Linked DNA regions of Pan troglodytes: region 1 is linked to region 2. The links are chromatin contacts, called in public Hi-C maps. All regions are on one chromosome and are shown on one strand. The core of a region is the stretch at or near the end of the contact, and the rest is flanking DNA. Distances in the headings are between cores, read along the strand shown.

Region 1 (6,420 bases), core at 3,140-5,639, 180 kb before region 2:
AACACAGTATCTTAGGATCTGAAGGCTTTTACAAAGTTACCATTTCATGCATAACAAACCAATGTAAGTTAATCACCTGAGCTGATAGTTAAGGTATTTTTCTACTTAATTCTAAACATGTTTAGAAAAAAGACAAGAATTACTTTTTTCTTGGCATTAGCACCACAAATTTCATGTCAATTGATTCTTTGTTTATGAAACTTCAAATTTACTCAATTTCTGGAGGATCACCTTGTTTTCACCTTATTTTTTAAGTTTTTATAGGGCTGAAAATTTACAGTATGCCTATCTTTTAAAAATAATAATACACTCACCATAGAAAACTGGATTGTGATCTTTAAAATGTTTACATGAAAAATTATTTATAACAGTGACAAAGATGGAAAATATGTGATATTGAGACGAAAATTATGTTGTTGACTGTCAAGTAGAGTATGGGCTTTGGAGCAGGTCTTCAGGACGTGATTAGTTGAACTAATATGTAATTACTCTAACTCTTTAGCTTAATTTTATAAGATAAAGGAGGAGGTATGGAAGTTAATGTGTATTTTTCTCACAACGAAAAACCATTTAAAAATCTTTACAGACAAAGGAGAAAGCTGAGAAATTTTTCCAGAAATTTTTTCCAGAAAATTTCAGAAGTCACTGAAATTTTTCCAGTGACTTCTGTCAATGGATAAATAAACATTTTATCTATTCATTCAGTCAACAAATATTTAAGTGCCCACAAGGTGCTAAATCCTGGGATCTGATGGCAAACTGGTAATTTTTTTTTTTTTTAAGTCAGAGTCTCGCTCTGGCACCCAAGCTGGAGTGCAGTGGCATGATCTTGGCTCACTGCAACCTCTGCCTACCAGGTTCAAGTGATTCTCCTGCCTCAGCCTCCCAAGTAGCTGGAATTACAGGTACCCACCACCATGCCCGGCTAGATTTTGTATTTTTTGTAGAAACAGGGTTTTACCACGTTGCCTGCCACCACGCCCAGCTAATTTTTCTATTTTTTGTAGAAACAGGGTTTCGCTATGTTGCCCAGGCTGGCTTGAGATCCTCCCACCTTGGCCTCCCAAAGTGCTGCAATTACAGGCCTGAGCCACCGCGCCCAGCCGCAAACTGGTATATCTTATTCAGACATTTATAGCATTTCCAATGTTATACACATATTTGTATACATATATACATAGAACACCTTTAGTGGAACACTCACTAATTTTTTTTAAGAATTTACTTTTTAGAGTAGTTTTAGGTTCACAGCAAAACTGAGCAGAAAGTACAGAAGGTTCCCATATACCCACTGCCATTCCCTCCATCAGCCTCCTCCACTATCAACATCTTGCACCAGAGCACCATATTCGTTACAACTGATGGACCTACATTAACACACCATTATCACCTAAAGTCCATAGCTTACATTAGGGTTCGCTCTTGGTGGTGTATTTTCTACGGGGTTTGCCAAATATATGACATGTATACACTATTATAGGATCATACAGAATAGTTTCACTCACAGCCCTAAAAATCCTGTCATCTATTTGTCCCTCTTTCCTCTGCTCCATGGCAACCACAGATCTTTATACTGTCTTCGTACTCTTCCCTTTTCTAAAGCTGTTTTAAAACGAAGTTTGGGTAAACATAGTTTAACTAGGGTCAAGTATAATATAACTGATCTTTAATCTACTGATTATACTCAATTTAGCAAATTTGTTAACTCTTAAGAATATCTACTTTCACATTTCTTTGGCCTCTTTTTTTGTGTTACTGGTCATACTATATAAAACCCTTTGTTGTAAGGTTCCAGAAAACATTTTTGAAAAAATGCAGAATATAAAACAATGCTTAAATTAAGCAATTGGTGTTCCTCAAATCTAAGAGGGCATTTAATGATAAGATGCAGCATTATTTTATATATCACTGAGATGCACTATTATTTTATATTTGAGTAAAAGAAAACCACAAGCCATTGGCTGGGCACAGTGTCTCACGCCTGTAATCCCAGCACTTTGGGAGGCCGAGGCAGGTGGATCACGAGGTCAGGAGTTCGAGACTAGCCTGAACAATATGGTGAAACCCCGTCTCTACTAAAAACACAAAAATTAGCCGGGTGTGGTGGTGTGCAAATGTAGTCCCAGCTACTGGGGAGGGTGAGACAGGAGAATTGCTTGAACTCAGGAGGCGGAGGTTCCTGTGAGCCTAGATCACGCCACTGCACTCCAGCCTTGGCGACAGAGCGAGACTCCACCTCAAAAAAAAAAAAAAAAGGAAAAACGCCAATTAACTCTAAGATGGCATTGACTGTGAGATGCATTCCCATTTCAGAGAAATTAAAATTTGTTAAAGTGTTTTTTTGAAGTGTGCCTTAGAATTAACTACAATCGTAAATTTTTGTTTGGAACGTCATTTCGATGTTAGAATTCTATTCCACTTTTTTTTAAGACAGGGACTCACTGTCACCCAGGCTGGAGTTAAGTGGTGCGATCACAGCTCACTGCAGCCGCCACTTCCCAGGATCAGGTGATCCTACCACCTCAGCCTTCCCGGTAGCTGGGACTATAGGTGCCATAACCATGCCTGGCTAATTTTTTTTTTTTTTTTTTGTAGAGACAGGGTTTCATCATGTTGCCCAGGCTGGTCTCAAACTCCTGGCCTCAAGCAATCCTCCTACCTGAGTCTCCCAAACTGCTGGGATTACAGGCATGAGCCACTGCGCCTGGCCCTCCATCCTGCTATTTTTATCAGCCAGTAACTCTCAACAGTGGGAATTTGATTTTGAAACATTGTTCTTTCCCACTGATTCTGCACCAGTGGAGCCAAGGATGTTAATCGAGGAATGGTTCGGACATTAACTCTTCTAGTTGTAGTTTGTCATTTAATTGCAGATTGAGGTAGATCATTCAGTGACTATTAACTACCATAAACAGCAATAATAAACAACTTTTCTTTTTTTTAAATTCATCTATTTTTTTTCGAGACAGAGTCTCGCTCTGTCGCCCAGGCTGGAGTGCAGTGGCGCGATCTCGGCTCACTGCAACCTCCGCCCCTCCAGGTTTAAGCAATTCTCTGCCTCAGCCTCCGGAGTAGCTGGGATTACAGGCGCCTGCCACCACGCCCAGCTAATTCTTTGTATTTTTAGTAGAGACGGGGTTTCACCATCTAGGCCAGGCCGGTCTTGAACTCCTGACCTCATGCTCCACCTGCCTCCGCCTCCCAAAGTGCTGGGATTACAGGTGTGAGCCACCGCGCCCAGCCACAACTTCTTTTCAAAATTGAATTCAATTCTGAAATATCTCAAGGGAGGTCATGGATTATTTAAAAGGAAATCACTTGCAACAATAAACATAAAACAATGCAGAAATAGTATAAACTCATCTAGATTGAAGAAACACAAACATTGAGTACTAGCATCTTCTTGGGATGACTTAAAATTAGGACAAATACTTAGTTACCTTACTACCCAAAGTGACATTTCTTCCCATTTTAGAGCTGTGCTGTCCACACGTACAATTAAAATTTTCTAGTACCTAGCCAAAGTATTTAAAAAGAGAAATTAACTTAATAATTTACCTAATTTAATGTAATATGTCCAAAATATTATCTTTTCAACATGCAATCAATATAAAATTTACTAACGAGATGGTCTTCCACATCTGATGTACTGTTTACTCCAGAGTGGCAAGCTGCCTTTCCAACCCTCACTTAGCCACATGTGGCTACCGTATTGGATGGCAGTCTTAGGGAATTTCAATATCAACTGATTCTTTAATTCTGAGTTTGAGAATTTCTTTTTATAATACACACGGTCGCTAAGGCGCTTAGAGATCTGTGAGGCGCATGGAGATTATTTTACTCTCCGGTCCCTTTTGATCCAAGATCCCACAGCATTAAAAGCAGTAAGAGGGAAGGCAATGGGCATCCCTTGCGCCCAGGAACGTGGCCTGGAGGGCCTGGCTGCTCCGAGCAGTAGCAGTGCCCGGCGGGGAGGCTGCAGACGCGGCGTTGGAAGTTGGATTTCTAGACAAGCGCCGGCAGCTGCCCGGAACCCGTGTCTTTTTCTGGCGCACCCAGGAACAGCAGGGCCAGACGGAGAGAGAGCAGCCTCCAGCCAGGCACAGGGTCCCGAGCTGCCACCGACACCGAGGGAGCCCGGCCCAGGGCTGCAGCGCTTTCCGCCTAGGTGGGCGGCAGCGGGAGCGAGCAGCCGGAGGAAGCCCAGCCTGCGTCCTGCGGGCAGCAGGACACGATCTCCCCGGCGCGCTCTCGCCGGCGCCGCAGCGGGCGCGCGGGCGACAGGGTGGGCGTGGACCGGTGGGGGCACCGCCCCTGGGAGAGGCGGGCGCCGCGGTTCCGGGGGCGGGACGTGCCGAGGAGTGGGGCGCGAGCCGCCGGTTTTGATTAGTGCGCGGAGCTGCGGCGGCGGAGCTGCTCGGCCGGGAGCCCGGCGGCGAGACGGAGAGGCGGCGGAGGTGCCCGCGCGCAGGGTCTGGTGGGCGGCCGCGAGGCTCGGGAGAGGCGAACCGGAGCGCGGGGCCGCGGTCGCCCCGACCAGAGCCGGGAGACCGCAGCACCCGCAGCCGCCCGCGAGCGCGCCGAAGACAGCGCGCAGGCGAGAGCGCGCGGGCGGGGGCGCGCAGGCCCTGCCCGCCCCTTCCGTCCCCACCCCCTCCGCCCTTTCCTCTCCCCACCTTCCTCTCGCCTCCCGCGCCCCCGCACCGGGCGCCCACCCTGTCCTCCTCCTGCGGGAGCGTTGTCCGTGTTGGCGGCCGCAGCGGGCCGGGCCGGGCCGGCGGGCCGGGGGATGGCGCTGCTGGACCTGGCCCTGGAGGGAATGGCCGTCTTCGGTTTCGTCCTCTTCTTGGTGCTGTGGCTGATGCATTTCATGGCTATCATCTACACGTGAGTGAGGGACCGCAGGAGGGGCTCGGGGCAGGGGTCCGGGCCTCGGGGACAGGCGAGAATGGGAAACGTTTGCGCTTTGAAGGGGACTGGGCTCGGGCGGGGGTGGAGAAAGCTGATCGTCAGGCTGTTCCCCCCGTTCCCTCGCCCCTCGGACCGGCGGTGGCGGTGGTCTTTGCGAGGGAAAAGTGTTGGGCGTGGGAAGGGTTTGCTGGGTTGCAGGCGACTGCCCAGCCAGGCTAAAGGAGACTGCTCTTACGTGTCAGGCTGAAGGTGGTGGCTTGGTTTGATTGTGCTGGGGATTCGTGTGATTTTTCATCTGGGCCGAGATGTATGGTGTATTGTTTTTTTCTCCCGACCTGGGCCACGTTTCTGTTAGGGTGGTGATTGTGTCCACTTTTCTGGGAGCTGCTCACAGCTATCTGGACACCTCCCTGTGGATTTTCTTCTTCCTGGAAGGGCTCTATGCGCTTAGATAGGTGTGAAGCACCTGTCCACCCTGAAAAATGTCCACCAAACCTCCGAGCTGGCATGATAGCTTTGAGTCCTGTCAGCTTGTACATCTCAGCGTGGTTTTCTTTCCTTTTTTCAGTTCCTCGTTTTATTGTTTTATGTAGATTTGTACTCTCCCCGTGCCGGCCACATCTTTTCATTTTTGTTTAACAAATACTTCTTGAGGCCTACTAGATACCATGCACTGTTATTGGCCAGGGGACATGGTGGTGAGCAGGACAGAATTCCTGTCCTCATGGGGCTTACATTCTAGAAGGAAGGAGCAGATAAAATCTAAATAAGGTTATGAGATTGTGACGAAGCGTGTAAGTAAAATAGAACTGGGTGATGGCGTGAATAGAGACATGGGTTATGTGGCTAGTTTGGTATATCCACTGTTTAAGGTGAAATCTGCCTCTGTAAAGAAATGAAAAAATTGTATAGAGCACATTACTGATATCGATTCACTTGGATTTTTAGTCTGGGGGGAGAAAAGAGCAATTGTATATAGTAATCGTTACCATGAACTAGAATAGAGTGTATGTTAGTGGAAGAGACTTTAAGAAATTAGTTACTTTTAGTTTTTTGGGTTTTTTTTTTTTCCTTTTTACTGCGGAAAAAGTGTGCCTTTGCTTTTGGAAACACTGTATTTTATTAGTATAGTGTGGCATTTCCTGGTACTGAGAAAGATGATGCTGGTACAAGTTATACTGATATTTCTTTGAAAGTGAAAGAAAACATGCCACTTGGATATTGTTGACTTTAGTTTTTGGAGTTGGTGAGCTTAGTCACAGCACATTCTGGAGTTCATTTAAAATATGTGAGTTCTTTTTCTTTAAAAAAATTGTTACTTTTTACCGTCATAAAAATAAAAAATGCTTACTGTGTAAGGAATTTATGCAATAGAGAGAGATGGAGAAAATTAAAACATGCACACACCAAAACTACATTACCTTGTTAACCTTTTGTGACTATCCTTCCAATCTGTGTGTGTGTGTGAGAGAGAGAGAAGGAGGGAGGGGAAGAGGGAAGAGAGAAAAG
Region 2 (6,699 bases), core at 3,687-6,186:
GCTTTTGCTTTTTGAGATGGAGTTTCGCTCTTGTCGCCCAGGCTGGGGTGCAATGGTGTGATCTCAGCTCACTGCAGCCTCCGCCTCCCGGGCTCAAGCAATTCTCCTGCCACAGCCTCCCGAGTAGCTGGGATTACAGGCATGCACCACCACACACCGCTGATTTTTGTATTTTTAGTAGAGACGGGGTTTCTCCGTGTTGGCCAGGCTGGTCCCGAACTCCTGACCCCAGGTGATTCCACCTGCCTCGGCCTCCCAAAGTGCTGGCATTACAGGCATGAGCCACCACGCCCAGCCGCTGCCTTATATTTTAAACAGTCTACTTTTTCTCTACAATGTACAAGCCTAAGCCTCGTCAGGCTGGTTCTCAGCCACATTTCGAGGTGGAACAAACTTGACTTTCAGCTGAATTTTCCAAGGTGCTCTTCCTTGTCTCCCAAACTGATGTCCTGGGTAGACCTGCTCTCCTTTCCATCAACCTCGTTACTGATTTAAACTGATTTAGACCCAAGGCAAGAAATGGGTCCTGCCTGTGCTGGAAAATATAGCTCTTTCACCTTGGGTGTGTGAGATGGGAGAGGAACCAGAACAGAGACCTTCATTACCATCCTCGGATGTCAGGAATATCCATCCTCTGCTAGAAGCAAATGGCAAAAGAAATCCTCACATGGAGGGAAATGTGGGGAAAAGTAATGAAGGAGAATTTGCTCTGCAAAAAAAAATATTAAATGTATCATAAAATTACAACAATTGAAATAGTAAAGTACACGCACAGGACAGACAAACAGTGAAAAAAAGCTAGACAGTCTGGAAAGAGACCCAAAGAAATGCACCAGGTGGCATGGATGGTCAGTAGTTCCAAAGGTGATAGGGAACTGGCTTACAGCTGGGGAGAAAAATTACAATGTAAATTTAGCCTCATATCAGACATCAAAATAAATTCCAAATGAACCTAAGTGGTTTTGTTTTGGTTTTGTTTATTTGTTTGTTGTAGAAAAGTGGTCTCACTGTGTCGCCCAGGCTGGGGTGCACTGGCATGATCATAGTTCACTGCAGCTTTGAACTCCTGGACTCAAGCAGTCCCCTCTCCTCAGCCTCCTAGAGCGGTGGAATTATAGGAATGTGCCACTGTGCCCAGCCTGAAACTAAATTTTAAGTGCAAAAAAGCAGGTCAGGTGCAGTGGCTCCCACCTATAATCCTGGCTTTTTGGGAGGCCTAGGCAAAAATGATTGCTTGGGCTCAGGAGTTTGAGACCAGCCTGGGCAACATAGTAAGACCTCATCTTTACAAAAAGAAAAAATTAGCAGGGTGTGGTGACATGCACCTGTAGTCTCAGCTACTTGGGAGGCTGAGGCAGGAGGACTGCTTGAGCCCAGGAGTTTGAGGCGGCAGTAAGCTATGATTGTGCCACAGCACTCCAGCCAGGGCAACATAATGAAACTCAGTCTCAAAAAAAAATTGAAAAGAAAACAAAAGAGTAAATAGCCTTGGAGTAGGAATTTGTAATATTTATCAAAAGATTAATATCACTAATGAAGGTAAACTATTAAATCAACCAAAGAAAAAGGGTAGTATAAGTACAAATGTGTTAAAATGTCTCTATGTAAAACCCATCAAAATGAACAAAAAGAACCAAAAATGGAAGAAAATTTTATCTGCATCAAAACTAAGCAACGTCTCCAACTTTGTACTGCAAACTTCAAGTAAACACAAACAATTGAATTAAAACACAACTCCACCGCCCAAAAACCCAGTACAATGCTACTTTTCTGAATTTTCTATAATAAAAAGTAGGTAGAAAAATAAACACAGCATGATGGTTCTTTTCTAATCCTCAGGCACCTCTCCAGATATATCATCCCATCCAAGGCATGGTAAATTAAAATTGAAGGCAACAGAAAAAATAGTGTCTTCCACTACAAGTTATCAGCTAGATATATCTTCTCCATCAATAAAGTTATGAGACTTCACCTCCCAAGGAGAAGAAACCAATTTCTTTTCACGTGTACATCCTCAGTAGGCAGCACAGGTCTTTGTACATAACCAATCGAAAAATATTTGCTAGTGACTTCTCAAGACATCTCCTTTTATTATTTATTTATTTTTATTCTTTTTTATTTCTTTCTTTCTCTCTCTTTTTTTTTTTTTTTGAGACGGAGTCTCACTCTGTTGTCTAGGCTGGACTGCAGTGGCACAATCTCGGCTCACTGCAACTCTGCCTCCCGGGTTCAGGAGATTCTCCCGCCTCAGCCTCCCAGGTAGGTGGGATTACAAGTACCCACACCACACCCAGCTAATTTTTGTATTTTTAGTAGAGACTGGGTTTCACCATGTTGGCCAGGCTGGTCTCGAACTCACCCACCTCAGCTTCCAAAAGTGCTGGGATGGGATTACAGGCATGAGCCACCGTGCCTGGCCAACCCATCTCATTTTTAACAAATACAAGTAAATAAATAAATATTTGCTAAATTAAATTGTTACAGCTCAGCAAGCCCCTCCCCCTCTCCCAACACACACAGAAACCCTAGTTTCCAGGCTTCTGATCTAAGAATACCTTCTCATGCATGTTTTATAAAAGCTAACTTTGGCTGAGATTCAGATGCTGGTAGCAAGAGGGTCTGGGAGACACCCATCCCCACACAGCCATTTACTTGGGGGCTTGGGGTTTGTTTTGAAGCTAGAAAGCAGTTGGGAGATTTCTGGGAATGAGAGAAATACGTGGACTGTGGAAGCATGGAAGGGCAAACATGCCTCTCCTAGCGTGACCTAATGTTAGGGCTCCAGATATCAAAAGAGCCTGTGTCCAAGGAAGACTTGGAAAGGAAAACAGCTGGCCTGAAGGCCAGTCCCTCTGCTGACCTGTGGTGCAGCTTCAGCCCCCTTGGAGCCAGGGGGCCCCCAGGGATAAGTGTGGTACCTTGGAACCAGCCAGGGGAGATGGGTTTCTCACTGAGGACACAGGGGTACAGCATCCTTGGATGGTTTGTGGGTAACCAACCATGAAAGAGAAGCCTCGGTAAAAGAAACCAAGAGACCTAGTCCTGCACAGTCTTCCCTGAGGACACCCCATCGTGGAGGGCGGTGTCAGAGGCAGGGGCAGGGAGGATCAGGGCAGTCCTGGCTGGACCTCTCTGATAAAGTGACAATCTGATAAATGCCTGGGACACACCTGTGTTTTCCGTTGTTTTCCTAACCATCTGAAAAAGTACTTTCCTTTTTCTTGTTATGAATACAATGAGAGATGGGAAATTTCTCGAAGAAGTTGCCAGCCTTGGTACTGAAGACATGGGAATAAATAATTTCCTTTTCATCTTTTCTTCCCTTTGCTCCTCCAGCATGCTTGGTTCCATAATAAACATTCCATCTCAAATGATCACCATGTTGTGTAAGACAAGTGGTCTGGTTTATCTCCACATTTAGGTGTGTATTGGCTTTCTCACGCTCACTCTCTCTCTCTTTCTCTCTCTCTCTTCCCCACCCCGCCCCCACCCACCCCCATCCTCCTCTCTCTTCCCTCTCTGGTTTCCTCTTTCTCTCTCTATATAAGAAAATGTTGCCTACAAAGCTTTTAGACTTAGCAAGAAAATAGCATACTCAGCTGGACAGTGGCTCATGCCTGTAATCCCAGCACTTTGAGAGGCTAAGGCAGGCAGATCACTTGAGGTCAGGAGTTTGAGACCAGCCTGGACAACATGGCAAAACCTCATCTCTACTAAAAATATATTTTTAAAATTAGACGGGGCTGGTGATGTGTGCCTGTAATCCCCGCTACTTGGGAGGTTGGGGCATGAGAATCGCTTGAACCTGGGAGGCAGAGGTTGCAGTGAGTCGAGATCACACCACTGCGTAAGCAACAGAGCAAGCCTGGGCAACAGAGCCTGGGCAACAGAGCAAGACTGTCTCAAAAAAAGAAAGGGAAAGGGAAAGGAAGGGAAGGAGGCCAGTGCAGTGGCTCACACCTGTGATCCCAGCACTTTGGGAGGCCGAAGTGGGCGGATCACTTAAGGCCAGGAGTTCAAGATCAGCCTGGCCAACATGGTGAAACCCCATCTCTACTAAACATATAAAATTAGCCAAGTGTGGTGGCACACACCTGTAATCCCAGCTACTTGGGAGGCTGAGACATAAGAATCGCTTGAACTCAGGAGGTGGAGGTTGCAGTGAGCTGAGATCACGCCACTGCACTCCAGCCTGGGTGACAGAGCAAAATTCTGTCTCAAAACAAAAAAAAAGAAAAAGAAAATAGCACACTCAACATGTGGATGCTCTTCTGACTCTTTGGGGCCTGCATCAAGGATGAAAGTTTGTTCCTCACCCTGTCCTAAAGGGGATGCGTGCTGTGGGGCTATCCTGAAGAATTCAGTTCAATGTGCCGTCTGCAGCCTATCAGCCAAGAGTCAGAAACACCGTGAGGCCACAGCTCCATCTCACCCACCCCCTCGCCAGCCCCTGCTTTCCTGCATTCACCGAAACACTTGCCTCTGTCCCTCAACATTCCTAGAACCTTCACTGTCCTCTGAGGTCAGCGATGTATTTAAAGCACTTGTTTTCATCCTGTTCCCATCAGTAAGATTTAACGTAAGACACTCAGAAGGGAAATTCCACTCTCTTTCCTTCTGGGAAAGGAGCAGCTACATTGTCCAGACCCAAATCCTTAGCCTAACACATCTGCCAAAATTCAAAAGTTCATGATTTTACCGAAATAAGGCCACACACTTCTTAGGCAACCATGAGTATCTCTGCACATCAACACATAAGCTTCTCTTTTTTCCTCCTTTTATAAAAGAAAGGGGTTGGGTTTTTTTTTTTTTTTAACTCTTTCATAAGATCAAAGCAACTTGATTTTTTTATGCTTCTTTAAAATTACAAATCCTTTAAAGTGGGTAGAGTTGGAAAATAGGCATCTCAATGAACATTAAACAGCTCAACAATGTCCCCTGGTGGCCATGAGCACAGAGAGAGGGAACTTGAGCCACTAAAGCTCTATTCAGCCTACCAAACAAGGAGTAAGTGTCTCATCAAGATGAAACCCCCTCCCCTTTACTCAAAAAAATATGCAATGGTCCTTCAAACCAGAAAAGCACAGCATCCAAATATGAGAAAGACCACAGAGTAGGAAATGGAGACGGAGTCGCTATTCATTTTAATAAGTCACCACAGAAAGAAATGCCCAGACTGAACACCACTTGTCTCTCCAGCCCAAAATGCAGGGAATTCTTTCTGGTAGCCAGAATTCATTGCCTAACCAGACATCTCCTCAGCACCAATACCACCCACTGGCTGTTATTTTAAAATTTTGGGCTGTTATGCTATCTATCAGTACCATTCTTACCCACTGAGGGTTGAATGTAAAACATACAGACAAAAATCACTGTCTTCAGGAAGCTTCTATTTTAGTGGGAGAGAAGGAAAGTAAAAAAAAAAAAAGTTTTTAGGAAACAAGCTCTAGGCTGGGCACAGAGACTCATGCCTATAATCTCAGCACTTTGGGAGGCGAGATGGGAGGATCACTTGAGGCCAGAAGTTCAAGACCAGCCTAGGCAACATAGGGAGACCCTCATCTCTACAAAAAATAAAAACAAAAAAATCCCTTTTGTAATTAGCCAGGCATGGTGGTGAGCGCCTATAGTCCCAGCTACTCAGCAGGCTGAGGCAGAAGGATTGCTACAGCCCAGGGGCTCAAGGCTGCAGTGACTTATGATTGCACCACTGCACTCCAGCCTGGGTGACAGAGTGAGACCCTATCTCTAAAAACTAATAATTAATATTTTTTATTAATATGAAGCTCTATGAAGAAATTGAAGCAGGGTAAGTAGATACAGAGTACTAGCGTGGAGGCTGGTGATGGCAGTTGAGCAGGCACCTGAACAACTATGGAGACGCCATATGTTGACAGTGTCCCAGGAAGTGTGAGCTGCAGATGGAAAAGTCTGGAGGCTGGAAAAACTTTGACCCATTTAAGGAACTGCAAGAAGGCCAGGGAGACAGCTGATGCTTAATGGGAAAGGAGGAGAGCAGGGGGAGATGAATTAGAAGTAGGCAGGGGCCAGATGACATGTCCTATGATGAGGAACTTGGATTCCATTCTAACTTTAATGGAAACTCACTGGAGAGTTTTGAGCTGGTGCTGACATGTTCCCAAATGCATTTTTAAAAGATCACTCTGAGTGCTGAGTGATCTTTTGAAAGTTATGGTGAAGACTAAGACTAAGGTCCAGGGTGGGAGGTATATAGGCAAGAGAAAACCAGTTTGAAAACTACAGCAGGAACCCAAGCAAGAGGTGGCTGTCTTGGATTAGGGTAGTTGTGGAAAAGGCACAGGTGGGGAGAAGTGGTGGAATTCAGAATATATTTCAGACAGCAAGCCAACAGGGCTTGTTGACAGATTAGAAATTTGGGGATGGGATAGAGCCAATTAGGACTTGTTTTTGGTCTGAACAATTGGGTGAACAGAAATGCCAATAACAGACAGAGAGTAACAGATAGAAACAGAGAAGCCTGGGTGGAAACCGATTTGGGGGCGAGGGCAGAGGTGAGAAATCACAAGTTCCGTTTGATTTGTGTATTAGATGTTCAATAGGACATGTGTAGAAGTTGGGTGGATATATGAGTCTGGTGCTCAAAGGAGAGGCTGGGACTAGAAATTGATCTTTGGAAATCCTCTGCATATAGGTAATAGTTATAGCCATAAGACCGGT

What was found. Hi-C and Micro-C count contacts between places; a contact is called where the count stands out from the background.
Region 1: a Hi-C map of stem cell-derived neural progenitor cells shows a contact between it and region 2, with 5 times the contacts expected there. The contact joins the promoter of UGCG here to the enhancer-like site in region 2. A contact is called at or near these places in 1 of 7 Hi-C or Micro-C datasets (stem cell-derived neural progenitor cells) and 1 of 1 datasets of contacts at active chromatin or transcription factors (stem cell-derived excitatory neurons).

Annotation. Positions count from the first base shown.
Region 1 is chr11:26,582,656-26,589,075 of NHGRI_mPanTro3-v2.0_pri, reverse strand. UGCG (UDP-glucose ceramide glucosyltransferase) reads left to right here and starts at 4,389. Exons shown (of 9, transcript XM_016961429.4): 1 at 4,389-4,887. The coding sequence starts at 4,790.
Region 2 is chr11:26,404,633-26,411,331 of NHGRI_mPanTro3-v2.0_pri, reverse strand. All of the region lies in intron 12 of SUSD1 (sushi domain containing 1), which reads right to left. Among named protein-coding and RNA genes, the nearest start is that of SUSD1, 100 kb to the right of the region's middle. Within about 2 kb of position 4,936, at least 2 of the 24 cell types and tissues checked have an H3K27ac peak or open chromatin away from gene starts, as enhancers often do. A contact at or near this core is called in stem cell-derived neural progenitor cells, where this site is marked.